Linked DNA regions of Sus scrofa: regions 2, 3 and 4 are each linked to region 1. The links are chromatin contacts, called in public HiChIP or PLAC-seq and promoter capture Hi-C maps. All regions are on one chromosome and are shown on one strand. The core of a region is the stretch at or near the end of the contact, and the rest is flanking DNA. Distances in the headings are between cores, read along the strand shown.

What was found. Promoter capture Hi-C pulls out the DNA fragments that hold promoters and counts their contacts. HiChIP or PLAC-seq counts read pairs in DNA pulled down with a chosen protein or histone mark.
Region 2: a contact with region 1 is called in an H3K27ac HiChIP or PLAC-seq map of skeletal muscle. The contact joins the enhancer-like site here to the promoter of FGGY in region 1. A contact is called at or near these places in 2 of 5 promoter capture datasets (fetal skeletal muscle and liver), 10 of 47 Hi-C or Micro-C datasets (brain, embryonic fibroblasts, fetal heart ventricle and 5 more) and 2 of 2 datasets of contacts at active chromatin or transcription factors (alveolar macrophages and skeletal muscle).
Region 3: a contact with region 1 is called in a promoter capture Hi-C map of liver, with 6 times the contacts expected there. The contact joins the enhancer-like site here to the promoter of FGGY in region 1. A contact is called at or near these places in 1 of 5 promoter capture datasets (liver), 7 of 47 Hi-C or Micro-C datasets (heart right ventricle, liver, mesenteric adipose tissue and 2 more) and 2 of 2 datasets of contacts at active chromatin or transcription factors (alveolar macrophages and skeletal muscle).
Region 4: a contact with region 1 is called in an H3K27ac HiChIP or PLAC-seq map of alveolar macrophages. The contact joins the enhancer-like site here to the promoter of FGGY in region 1. A contact is called at or near these places in 1 of 5 promoter capture datasets (liver), 5 of 47 Hi-C or Micro-C datasets (heart right ventricle, liver and skeletal muscle) and 2 of 2 datasets of contacts at active chromatin or transcription factors (alveolar macrophages and skeletal muscle).

What each region holds. Positions count from the first base shown.
Region 1 is chr6:153,211,832-153,214,663 of Sscrofa11.1, reverse strand. FGGY (FGGY carbohydrate kinase domain-containing protein) reads left to right here and starts at 1,485. Exons shown (of 16, transcript XM_021097811.1): 1 at 1,485-1,609. LOC102165506 (a long non-coding RNA gene) reads right to left here and starts at 1,412. Exons shown (of 4, transcript XR_002345481.1): 1 at 1,242-1,412; 2 at 672-732.
Region 2 is chr6:152,829,469-152,832,300 of Sscrofa11.1, reverse strand. The region is part of intron 14 of FGGY (FGGY carbohydrate kinase domain-containing protein); the gene reads left to right. Among named protein-coding and RNA genes, the nearest start is that of HOOK1, 120 kb to the right of the region's middle. Within about 2 kb of position 1,335, at least 15 of the 83 cell types and tissues checked have an H3K27ac peak or open chromatin away from gene starts, as enhancers often do. A contact at or near this core is called in fetal skeletal muscle, retroperitoneal adipose tissue and skeletal muscle, where this site is marked.
Region 3 is chr6:153,560,981-153,563,812 of Sscrofa11.1, reverse strand. No RefSeq gene overlaps it. Among named protein-coding and RNA genes, the nearest start is that of JUN, 120 kb to the left of the region's middle. Within about 2 kb of position 1,387, at least 76 of the 83 cell types and tissues checked have an H3K27ac peak or open chromatin away from gene starts, as enhancers often do. A contact at or near this core is called in alveolar macrophages, liver, mesenteric adipose tissue and 2 more, where this site is marked.
Region 4 is chr6:153,503,990-153,506,821 of Sscrofa11.1, reverse strand. No RefSeq gene overlaps it. Among named protein-coding and RNA genes, the nearest start is that of JUN, 180 kb to the left of the region's middle. Within about 2 kb of position 1,366, at least 23 of the 83 cell types and tissues checked have an H3K27ac peak or open chromatin away from gene starts, as enhancers often do. A contact at or near this core is called in alveolar macrophages, liver and skeletal muscle, where this site is marked.

The sequences.
Region 1 (2,832 bases), core at 236-2,735:
CAATCATAGTCCAAAAGACTCAGGCAGAAACTGTGATGTTCCCCTTAGCTGCTTAAAGAATAGTTAGAAGACCTCTTCCAGGAAGAGTTATCATCATAGATAACTGCAGTATGAACTAGGTGTGGTAGCCTGGGAGGAACCTAAGGTCTTCTTTTGTTTGTTTTTAATTCTTCTTCGTGTCCCACTATCTCTGCTTGACTCAACAAACATCTGTTTACCAAAATTTGCTTTTCCATCTCTATGTGAATTGCCTTCCTCCTCTTTGAAGACCCAAACCACTATCCCTAACCTCCTTCTTTTGTCTTTAGCTGAAGATGGTTTTACGGAGAGACTCTGTTTTTCTAGGTTTCTCCTATGTATACAAGTTATTAAACATTATTTGATTTTCTCCCATTAACATGTCTTAACATGAATCAACATGTCAATTCAATTCTTAGACCAGCCAGAAAAACCTACAAGGATAGAGGAAACTTTCTTTCTCTGGCAACCCCAAACTAGGACTTCTAGCAGATGCAATTAATCATGTGGCCCTGGCCTCAATGAGCCAGAATCCTCACCTGTAAGACCAGGATAAAAGCACGCATTTGGGGTTGTTATGAGGAAAGTAGAGTGACTTTCATGCACATGGCATAGAGTCCCGTTCAGTGAAATCAGTTATTACCTAGGCTTACCTCTCATAACCGATGTGTCCTTTGAAAACCACTTCCTTTTACTGCACCTCAGTCTCCTTTTCTAGGAAAATAAAGAGTTTGGATTTGTTAAACTATCTTCCATATCTCAGTCCCATCAGCCTAGGAACCTGCCTTTTTAAAAGATCTGGCTCAGCTCAGCTCACGTTGGAATCTACTTTCCTTTTACTGTGTATCACAAAACAAGCTAAAAAACGTGTCTGACGCTCTGCATCTGTAGAGCGTCAAAACAGGGACAAACGATACCTAGCTTACTGGAAACATAAAGACGTGAAGATTACGTGAGATAGAGTGTCCGGGACCCATCAGCTTGTAACTGCCTTGAAGGCTGGGACCCATCTGTTTTGCAGATTTACAAGCCTGACACCTCTTCAGAGGGTTGGGTCACAAAACTAGATGAATAAATTCACGTGAAGTATCAGGAGCAAGACCTGGCACAAAGTAAGCATTCAATAAATATTATTAATTATTTTAACACCTGTCTGCAAGAGTTCGGGTACTCAGTATATGGTTGAGAAGTTAACATGATACACATTGGACACACACACCCACCAGAGGCTGCTGAGAGTTTGCGTGGGCGAGTTCTTGGAGAAGAGCCCCCAGAGCAGGACACTGAGAGGGCAGCGGCCACTTTGGGCCTTTGAAAATCCGGGAAAGCGGGAAGATCCGGGCGGAGGCTGCGGACCTAGCTCCCAGCCGACGCAGCACAGCACGAGGCGACGGCGGGCAGGCACCGACCAATCCGGGGCCTGGTTCAAAGAGCCAATCGGGGCGCGCTTTACAGGGGCCGCGGCCTTAGGGGGCGGGGCAGGGGGAGGGGCCACAGCCGCCTCCCGGACCGCCCAGCCCAGGCGCGGTGCGGCTCGGTGCGGTAAGCTGCAGAGCCCTGTTAACTAAAAATGTAATTTCAGATTGGACAAGTAAGTGATCCTCCTCTCGGTCCCACGTGTGCATCAGGGGCTTTAGCGGTTGCTCAGGCTCACAGCGAGCCGGTTCTCTAGCCTGAGAGCGCTGGGCCGAAGCCTCCCTCCCTTTTCCCGCAGCCGGCGCCTCCTCTTCCTCCTCTGGCCGCTTAAGTCTTAGTGCTGGTCGTGCTTTGGCTCTTGTTGAGTCCCCAGTGTCCACTCCTTGGTGAGGCGTCAGGCCACTCAAGAGAAGGGTCAGCCTTGACTGCACCCTCAACACTGCCTAGGAGCTTTCTGAAACCTGGGGTCCTTTGCCCTCACTGTCCAGTTAACTAGGTTAATTTCCTATCTTTATCACACCTCTCCCCACCCCCCACATCTTATTTTAGAATGTTTCCCTAGGCATTTTTGAGCCTTTTAATCCCAGGCTGGCCACCTAAAGCCTTTTAAGGCTAGTGCTGCTTGTGATTATGTTTGAGGTGCAGTTTAATTTAGATGGTGTAATGCTCTTTGTCTATAGTTAAACTGCATAGGAAAGGCCTAGAGGTATCTTTCCATTTTTATTAATTTCCTTTTTTTTTTTAAGGATGAACAACATGCAAAATGGGGCATTTCCCTAATCATTGGCTATTTTCCACTAAAGCACTTCTCATGTTGTAACTAATTTCGTTTGTAAAGAGTCAAGTCATTTTCAAGATCTGGGAAAGCAGTCATCCTTAGGTTAATTTTTAAAGTGATATCAGAAGGAAGTGATTATGCTTTTGAATCCATAAGAAAGAAGGCAAGCTTTCTCTTAGTTCCTGGCTGTTAGACGGTAGTTTTGCTTTGTTTTGTTTTGCTTGCTTTTCTCTTCTTTGCTGTGATCCACCTTCTATCCTGAAATTGTGCTTTGTAAGTTGCCAGCTGGGTCTTCCAGCCTGCTGACTGCCTCCTGGTCTTCTGGGAGTCTCCTGTTAATTAGGCCCTGTGCTTGGCTTTTGACCTAGTGGCCACAGGCCTGGCTCTTGGAGGGGCCAGCTGAGGAGGCCCAGCGAACTCTTGTTAAGGATGATTAAGGAACCAGAGAGGCTGAGAGGGCCTGGAGATTGATTTTGAGGGGGAGGGAGATTGGGAGCCTCCCTGATGGATTTGGAAGTTTTGGGAGAAGGGAATAACCCAGAGAGTGGAGATCTGTGTCTTTCTGGATGAAACTGAGAAGTTTACTGGGAGGAGACTGGGCCTTTTTCCAAGCTGTGTTA
Region 2 (2,832 bases), core at 86-2,585, 380 kb after region 1:
ATAAGACGGAGGGCTTGAAATGGAAATGCTAACTTAGGGAGAGCAGAGAAGCAGCAGGAAGTGGACTTTTCAGATAGTTGGTAATGAAAGCCGAAGAATAACACAGGCAAAAAAGATATCCACTCAAGTCCTAGGAAGGATCCCAACTGGGGAGTAACAATAGAAAGCTTAGTATGTAAGGGCCACACTTGATGGGGAGTAGGGATTGTCAGCTAGAAACAGATTGCTATAAACTGGATCAGGAGTCCTGGGAGCATCCTTTGCCCAACATCCCCTGACTCTTATCTATCTTTTTTTTTTTTTTTTTATGTAATAAGCTAATAGTCTCATTTTTAAAAAATGAACAACATTAAGTGCTTCTTAAATGATAACACTGCTTCCTGCTGAAGAAAAAAAGCCTGTAAATTATTTCAAGCCTGGGAGTAACAGCAAAGATTTATTATGTATCTCCAACAGTTTTGAAGACTCCCTGAAATTGAAAGGGAACACTTTAAATGCCCCTAGGAAGTTATCCTGTTTCACCAGAGTGCCTTTGTGTAGAGTGTTACATGTTTGGGGACATGGGGACTGACAAGGCACCTTCTGAGACAAGGCCGCTGAGATGGGAAGCCAGCAACTGCTTCACCCCACCTCACAATTGACCTCCCTTCCCCTCCCCCTCCCCCTCAGCTGACACTTTGGCCAGAGGAGCCTGGGTGTTGGATGGAGTTGATCAGACTGAAACTCCTACCAAGTTGGCCATGTCACTTTCAGCTGTCGGCATCTCTGATGAGGAGGGATCCGGACAGGCCAGGCTGGTTCAGATAACTGGATGACAGCAGTTGTTTTCACCCTAGGAAGCGGACTAACGGCTACAGACAGAAATCGATGGAGGAGAAAATTACAGACAATCCTAAAGCGGAGATTCGAGCAAGTGCTTAGACGATGAGGAAGCCGCTAGCTTTAGTGAATCTGGCATATTGTGGTGTGGTGGGGACTGGGACCCTTCTCTTCAAGGGGCTCCTGAAACGATAACAGAGGGTAGTCAGGAAGTGTCAGCAGTCATTGTGTGTATGACTATGGATTAACTCACTTAATCCTCACAAAAATCCCATGAGGTCCTGATCTGTCTTGTGCTTTGCAGATAAGGAGGCCTTTACAGATAAGGAGGCCAAATCACAAAGAGGTTAAGTACTTTCCCAAGGTTAGCTAGCTAGTAAGATACACTCCTGCCATGTTTTGAGCCTGTGGACTGCTCACTGGAATAATACTGGAACCCATCTGTAAAGCTGCCTTGGGATACTCCTCACAGTGGGCCCACGTCTACACGCACCCCCTCACCACTGCTTCTCTGCAGTGCTGCCCTAGGGTGTTTCAGTGTCGGCTTACCCCACCTGGGGGTGAGCTTCCGGGAAGGATCCCAGTCTCCCTTATCCGTAACTGGTAGCAGGTATGGCATGAGCAGGTGTTGTATTACCATGGAGGTGAAGTTGGCAGAGATTGCATATTCCCCCTGAGCTGCCTGAGAAGGCTGGTTACCCAAAAAGCCAGCCACTGAAAGGAACGGTGCTGCACTGGAGGAATGTGGATTGGAAGCCCTTAGCCGGTAAAATCCAAGCTAACCCCACTTAGCTCTTAGCCCTGTCTCTGCAAACAGCTTTCCGTGTTCATACCGGCCCCACCCCAGACTGTTCCTTGTGAGTCTCAGTTACTCTTTTTTCAAGGATACATACCCCAGCTTCACTTGTTGGTTCAGTGACTGAACAACTCGATGTATAACCCAGGACAAGAGGTCAACCTCTTTGGCCCTCAGTTTCCTCATCTTTACACTGAAAGAATCAGGTTCTGGTTTTCACAGAATGTAAAGTTGTGGACCATTTGTAAGGCCAGTGTATCAAACAGATAGAAGCTGAGCCGTGTCTCCTCTTTGCTGTGTCACTCCCTCCCTTTCCCCACCACATGGCAGCCTTGGAGGGTCTCATTTGAACTTAAGAAGCACTGGACTCCGGTTTCAAAGGCAATAACCCAAAATTATTAATTAACTCTAATAATAATACAATCACACAGTATTTCAAAATGGAACCCGTTGGGAAAGGTGGGTTCAGGGACTCTCAGTGAGACCCCTGTGTCCACTTGACTGTTGGATGCTGTGGGCTCCTGGGGGGTGGTGTCAGCTTGGCTTGACTGTGTACAGTGGGCTAGGGAAGCTAAAGCCTCAGCCCTGTCCTCCTTGGCTGGAAACAGACCGCGTGTCCTGGCACTGGTGAATTAGAAATTCTATCCAGCGACTCTTAGAGATTAATTTTCCGTCTGGGGATCTGACCTCTTGCTTCAGCAGCCGAGGGGATCAGACCATTCTGGGAGGAGTCAGCGAGCTAGCCCTCTGAAAGGCCTTCCTTTTCTTTCTCTTTTTCTTTCTTTTTTCAACTGTACGTTTCAAAGGGAATTTCTGATTACGTTGGGGGCTTAACACCACCAGTCTGAATCCCTCTTGGCATTTTCGAGCTTTGGAATATCCATACCACCCCCCACAACGGGGCTTTGTGCTAGAAGATTACTGAAGCTTTAACTCTATTTATGTCTTTGGATTTATTTAAAAACAAAAAAAAAAAAAAAAAAAAAAAACTTTGGGAGTGAGGGACGAATGCCCCATTTCTTTTTATTTATTCATTTATTTATTTATTTATTTATTTAGTCCGTTTTCACAGATCTCTTAATGCTTCAAGGGTAAGAATCTTTCTTGGGTTATTTCCATACCTTTAGTGCCTAACGCAGAGATTGGCGTGGACCACTTGGTAAATATTTGTACATCATTCAACACATATTCCCCTAGATACAGTGATGTGTGAAATA
Region 3 (2,832 bases), core at 138-2,637, 350 kb before region 1:
ATTGCGAGTTAACCAATCTAGTTTGGTCAATAAAATCTTTCCCACTGTGCAATCAATGGGGTAGGAGGGAAGAACATAAGGGTCTTTTGAAGAGGAACAATGTTGGGATTATTGGTCTAGATCAGTGGTTTTAAAAAGAAAGCAAAGCTGTACTTTTAAAACACTTGCCACCAGGGGTTTTGATTCAGTGGATCTGAGATGGAGTGAGCTTCCCAGGTGATTCTGAGATGACCAAGTCAGTAGTACCTGGCTCTGGCAAGTACGGGTCCCTTTCTGTCCTAATTTTTCCTTTTTTGTCCCCATCTCACTCAGCTTGTGCTTGACACTTTGAGTAATGGGAGCTTACCACCTCACAAGGCAGGCTGCCCAACCCAACAGCCATACTGATAATAAGCACACCAGTACAGTGACCATATGTAGAGGTTTTTTTGTTTGTTTTTGTTTTTTTTTTTGTCTTTCTAGGGCTGCACCCATGGCATATGGAGGTTCCCAAGCTAGGGGTTGAATCTGAGCTACAGCTGCCAGCCTATGCCACTGTCACAGCAACGCCAGATCCGAGCTGCGCTGCTACCTACACCCCAGCTCACTGCAACCCAGAATCCTTAACCCACTAAGGCCAGGGATCAAACCTGTGTTCTCATGGATGCTAGTCAGATTCGTATCCACTGAGCCATGAGGGGAACTCCTTCTTTTGGATCAGAGGTACTAAGGTACAGATGCTACTGATTCTGGCGGCTAGGTATTATTTACCCCCATTTTATAGTGAAAGAAAGCCAAACTCCTGAGGTTTAGTGGTGCATTCAATGTCTCAGAGGGTGCAGGGCTGGGCCAGGATTCCAGCCACCCCTGGTGGCTGGTTAGCCCACGTGCTTCCCCCCGGGCCTGGAGCAGGTCCCGGGGTGGGGGCGGGGTGACTCCTGGGAGGAGGGGAGGGATCCCGGTCGCCACGTCGCCGGCCCTGCCTGGCTGCACACCGCGCTCCGCCCAGCCCTCGCGGGCCTCCCCATAGAAGGTAAACCCAGGCAGGATCCCATGAGAGCTGGCGGGGCCTGGCGCCCCGCTGGTTTCAGTTTCTGAAGAGCCCAGCCCTGAGCAAACACGGGCTGGGAGGAGGGTTCTGGAAGCCTTCCCAACAGATAGCAGATTAACTCGCTGCTGCCTGGGAGCCACCCACGTGGGGACGGGCTGGGTCACCAGCAAGCGGCCTCCCTGGCAGGCAGACAGTCCCTGCGGGGGGCCGGTCGCCCCTGGCTGCCCAGAGCCACCCGAAGCCGGAGAAGGCACACGCTGACCCGCCAAGACGACCTCGGTGCCAGTTCCAGTCCGGCTCTGGCCGGGACCTCCAGGCTGGGTGACAAGGCTGAGGGACGGCCCCAACCCCACCCTCCAAATAAGGACAGATCTTCCTGCTTCAGCCTGCCTCTCCAGGGCGTTCCTGTTCCAACGTGTACGCAGAACGCTTAGAATGTTTGTTTTCTTTCTGAGAAAGAGGCTGAGGGACATGGCCAAGGCCGGCGTGAACTCCAAACCCAGGGCATTCTCTGTCGGACATTTTTCGGGCCAGACAGACTCGGGTCTGAATACTAGTTCTGCCACTTCCTATCCAGGAGACCTTCGTGTAAATTTCTTCATCTCTCTGAGCCTTATTATTCTCATCTCTAAAATGGGGATAATGCTACCTATCTCTAAGATAGGTTCTGTGGAGTCGATTAGATAGATACAGATTATACATATTAAGTATTTAGTGCCCTCAATCAATGCCAATTAACATTATTATTAATTATATTGTTACTACAAATGACTAATAATGACACTTAGGATTATTATTACTAATGCAACTGGGAGCATGGGTGTAAAAAAAATGGGCTCAATTAAAATTTTTTACTGAGGGAAATAGTTTTATGAGAGGTAAATAAAGATTGGAATAACACTGGGTCGCGAGCACATGATCTCATTTAGTATTCAAACAGCTTCACAAGGCAGGTGTTATTATCCCCATTATACAGGTGAGGAAGCTGAGGCCCCTGGAAGTTAAGTAACTAGGCCATGTCACACACTGTTCATACCTGGTATCCTGGCCTCCGGAGCTCTGTGATGATATTCCCTAAGCCTTAGCTACCTCAAACTTCCCCACCTCAACAAAGGAAAACTCTGGAAATGATAAAAGTCACCTCCTTCAGGCTGCTTTCTTAATTCTCTCTCTCCTCCCCTAGTAGAACAAACGCTCCCTCTTTTGTTCTCCTGGTGCGGGTAGCATGTGACTACACACCCTTGTGGGCTGTCTCTCTTCTCCAGGGAGTGTGCTTCTCAGAGGCAGACACTGTACACTTTTTTGCATGTTGGGAAGGTCTGTACGCTGTTGTTGTTAAGTACAGACTTAGGAGCCCAACTGCCTGGGCTCAAACCCTGGCTCAAATCGTGGCTTTACTACTTGTTGGCTGTGGGCTTGAGTAAGAAACTTAAGTTCTCTCTGCCTCATGCCCCTTATCTGTAAAATGGAAATTAACACTAAAAACAGCCTCATGGGAGTTCCCTGGTGGCCTAGTGGTTAAGGATCTGGCCTTATCACTGGTTCAAGTCACTGCTGTGGCAAGGGTTTGACCCCTAGCCCAGAAAGTTTCCCATACTCTGGGCATGGCCCAAAAAAAAAAAAATGCGTCTTGTGTGGACTTGCTGTTGCATTGAATGGACATTTAGATCTAGATCAATATAGATCTAGATACCCTACTGTGAATCTCTTGAGTGATAGGTGTCCAATGAATGAAGACAAATTGCTAAAGTCCTGAATTTTCCTTGTTAACAGAAAGTGAAACGTAAAAAGACTGTCACTGA
Region 4 (2,832 bases), core at 117-2,616, 290 kb before region 1:
TAACAAGCCACCCAAGACTCAGTCACTTACAACTATAAGAATTTTTTCTTGGGAGTTCCTTTTATGGCTCAGTGGTTAACAAACCTGATTAGGATCCATGAAGATACGGGTTCAATCCCTGGCCTCACTCAGTGGGTTAAGGATCTGGCATTGTCCTGAGCTGTGGCGTAGGTCACAGACACTGCTCAGATCCCACGTTGCTGTGGCTGTGTAGGCTGGCACCTATAGCTCTGATTCAACCCCTAGCCTGGGAACTTCCATATGCCATGGGGGTGACCCTAAAAAAGCAAAAAATAAAAATAAAATAAAATAAAAAATTTTTTTCTTCTCACTCTTGGGTTTGTGGGTTGGCTGGGTAGCTTGGGTTCCAGCTTCAGCTTAACTGGGGCTGTGGGTCAGGTGTGGGTCTGTTGCATTTGTCTCATCCTGTGAGCTAGGGTGAAAGGTAGCCTCTGGTTACTCCTTGCATGGTAAATGAGCAAGTAAGCAGACAAAAATGTAATGAAACAGGTAATACCTCTTAAAATTTCAGCCCAGAACTGCCATGCCGTCATTTCCCCCTTTTGCCCATCATTCCTTTGCCCATGATAAAGCCCAATATCACTGGACAGGAGAATGTATTTGCTCAGTCTAATGGGAAGCCCTACAAAGTCAAATGAAAAGTGTAAAATTCTAACATAAGGAGAGAAGGGAAAATTGGAGAAAGGTCCTGGGCTTCACAAGGAGACTTAATTTCAAATTTGAGTTACGCTTAACTGCTTTGGAAACTAGAGAAATCACTTAACTTTTCTGAATCTCTTTCCTTCTTACATACTGAGTGCTTACAATATACTGGTCACTGAGCTAAGTATTTTATGAATGTTGTGTTTGTAAGGTAGGTAAGGTAGATAGATGTTCAGCCCCAATTAAATGGAGGAGAAAACTGAGATTGACGGAGGTATGTGACTTGCCCAAAGTCACATGCATTCAGAGTTTCATACCATGTTTCTCTGAGCCACCTCTTCTTACTTGAAAGAAGGTGTGTATCCTCTCTGCCATGTAAAGGGTGCTTGTTTCAGGTGAATTTCTGTCTTCTTTCACCTTATAGAATCCTGGAACCCCCAGGTCACTGGACTTTTGCTTTCTGGTGAACTTCAACCAAGGGATAACCAGCTGATGTGACTGGCCACCACCACCCTAGTTTCAAAGTTCATTGTGGTTAAAAAAAAAAGTAAGAGCTATTCTTAGCAGCGATTGGAGGGTGATCTCACTTCCCAGTCACGAGTCTTCGGGAGGAAGGACACTTGAAGCAAAGCCTGGACAGTGTTGATGGTGCAACGTGTTTGGTGCAGAGGCAGATTTCGTAATTGCCATGCCTGTCAGGTGATGCCTTGGCCTCTGTTCCCCGGATATCTTTCCACTCTGGGGCCAGCTGTTCTGACATCGCTGGGGAGGGACAGGTGGCAGCTTCTCTTTTGCAAGACTTGATTCATGTGGCATGGAAGATACGAGCAAGAGCAAATCTTGGATCAGACAGACCCTATTTGAATCAAGGTTGTGCTTCTCTCTCTCTGGGTAGCCTTGCTCTCGGCAAAGCTGTTCCCTTTGCTTGCTTAACACCCCCACCCCTGACTTCTCAGAGTTAGCTCTCTCTGCCTAAATGTCCCCTCATTCACAAGGTCTTCTCTGACCCTCTCCAGCTCTATGCTCCCTTAACACCCTGGACACTCAGGCCTGGCACTCAGGCTTTCCTATTTACTCGCTTATTTGGCTATCTGCTACTAGGATACCTATTCTGAGAGGGCAATCCCTGCCTCATGTCCCACTGAAATCCTCCTTGCTTCCTAGTGCCTAGGGCATAGGACCCACTCTATGAACATTTATTTTGTCTAAAGAATTCAATAATAAATTACTAGAAGCAGGCTGCTGCTTTCTCTGGCAGATTCAACATTGTCGGGGCTGTGGAAGACACTTGGCTCTAGGTCCTTGCTACTTAAAGTGTGGTCCATGGACCTGCATCCTCTGGGAACTTGTAAGAAAAGCAGTTTCTCAGGCCCCATCCTAGACCTACTGAAACAGAAGCTGCCTTTTAACCAGATCTCAAGTGATTTGCATACACAGAAAGTTTGAGAAGCACTACTCTCGACAACATGAGGCTATTTTTAGAAATCACATCCAAGTGTGGAATCTTGTTTTGGGATATTCAAAGACTGCCTCTAAACCAGCTCCACTGCAGAACCCACCCACTAGTTTTAAGTGTACAGACTCTGGGGGGTACTGCTTAGAGAGAACTGCCGCTGTTTGGGTGGACAGGTGATCTGTTTATTAAGCAAGTGATTGCCTAGGTCCTTCTAATGACTAGTTTCAAGAGCATGCTGGATGCCCCACGGAGCCCTGGGGAATTTTCTATTAACTCTCTAACAGGGACATGGGGATGGGCCAGTGCTTGGTATCTAGCCTCACTCCAGCTCTATATAAAGAGTAGTATAACCTCCTCTTTATATAGAAGGAGGCTGAAGTCCAGAGAAGGTAAGTCACTTGCCCATGGCCACACAGTCGGGGATGAGGTACGGTGGGGATATTACCTTTGCTCCAGGCTGACTCCCCAAGGAAAACCACCCTTCTAACTCATGGTGGTAAAACCCCTGCCTTGTTCCACATTCTGTCCTTTAAGTCTTCTTCATGAAGGACTAACTATATTCTCTGAACCACACAAACTGGCTCTTCTCTATCCTCCTGACCTCATCTCCTATTATGTATATCTTTGGCTTCCTCTGTTCTAGCCACACTGGCCTGCTTTCTGTCCCTTGAACACATAAATGCTGGTGCCCACCCCAGGACCTTTGCACTTCT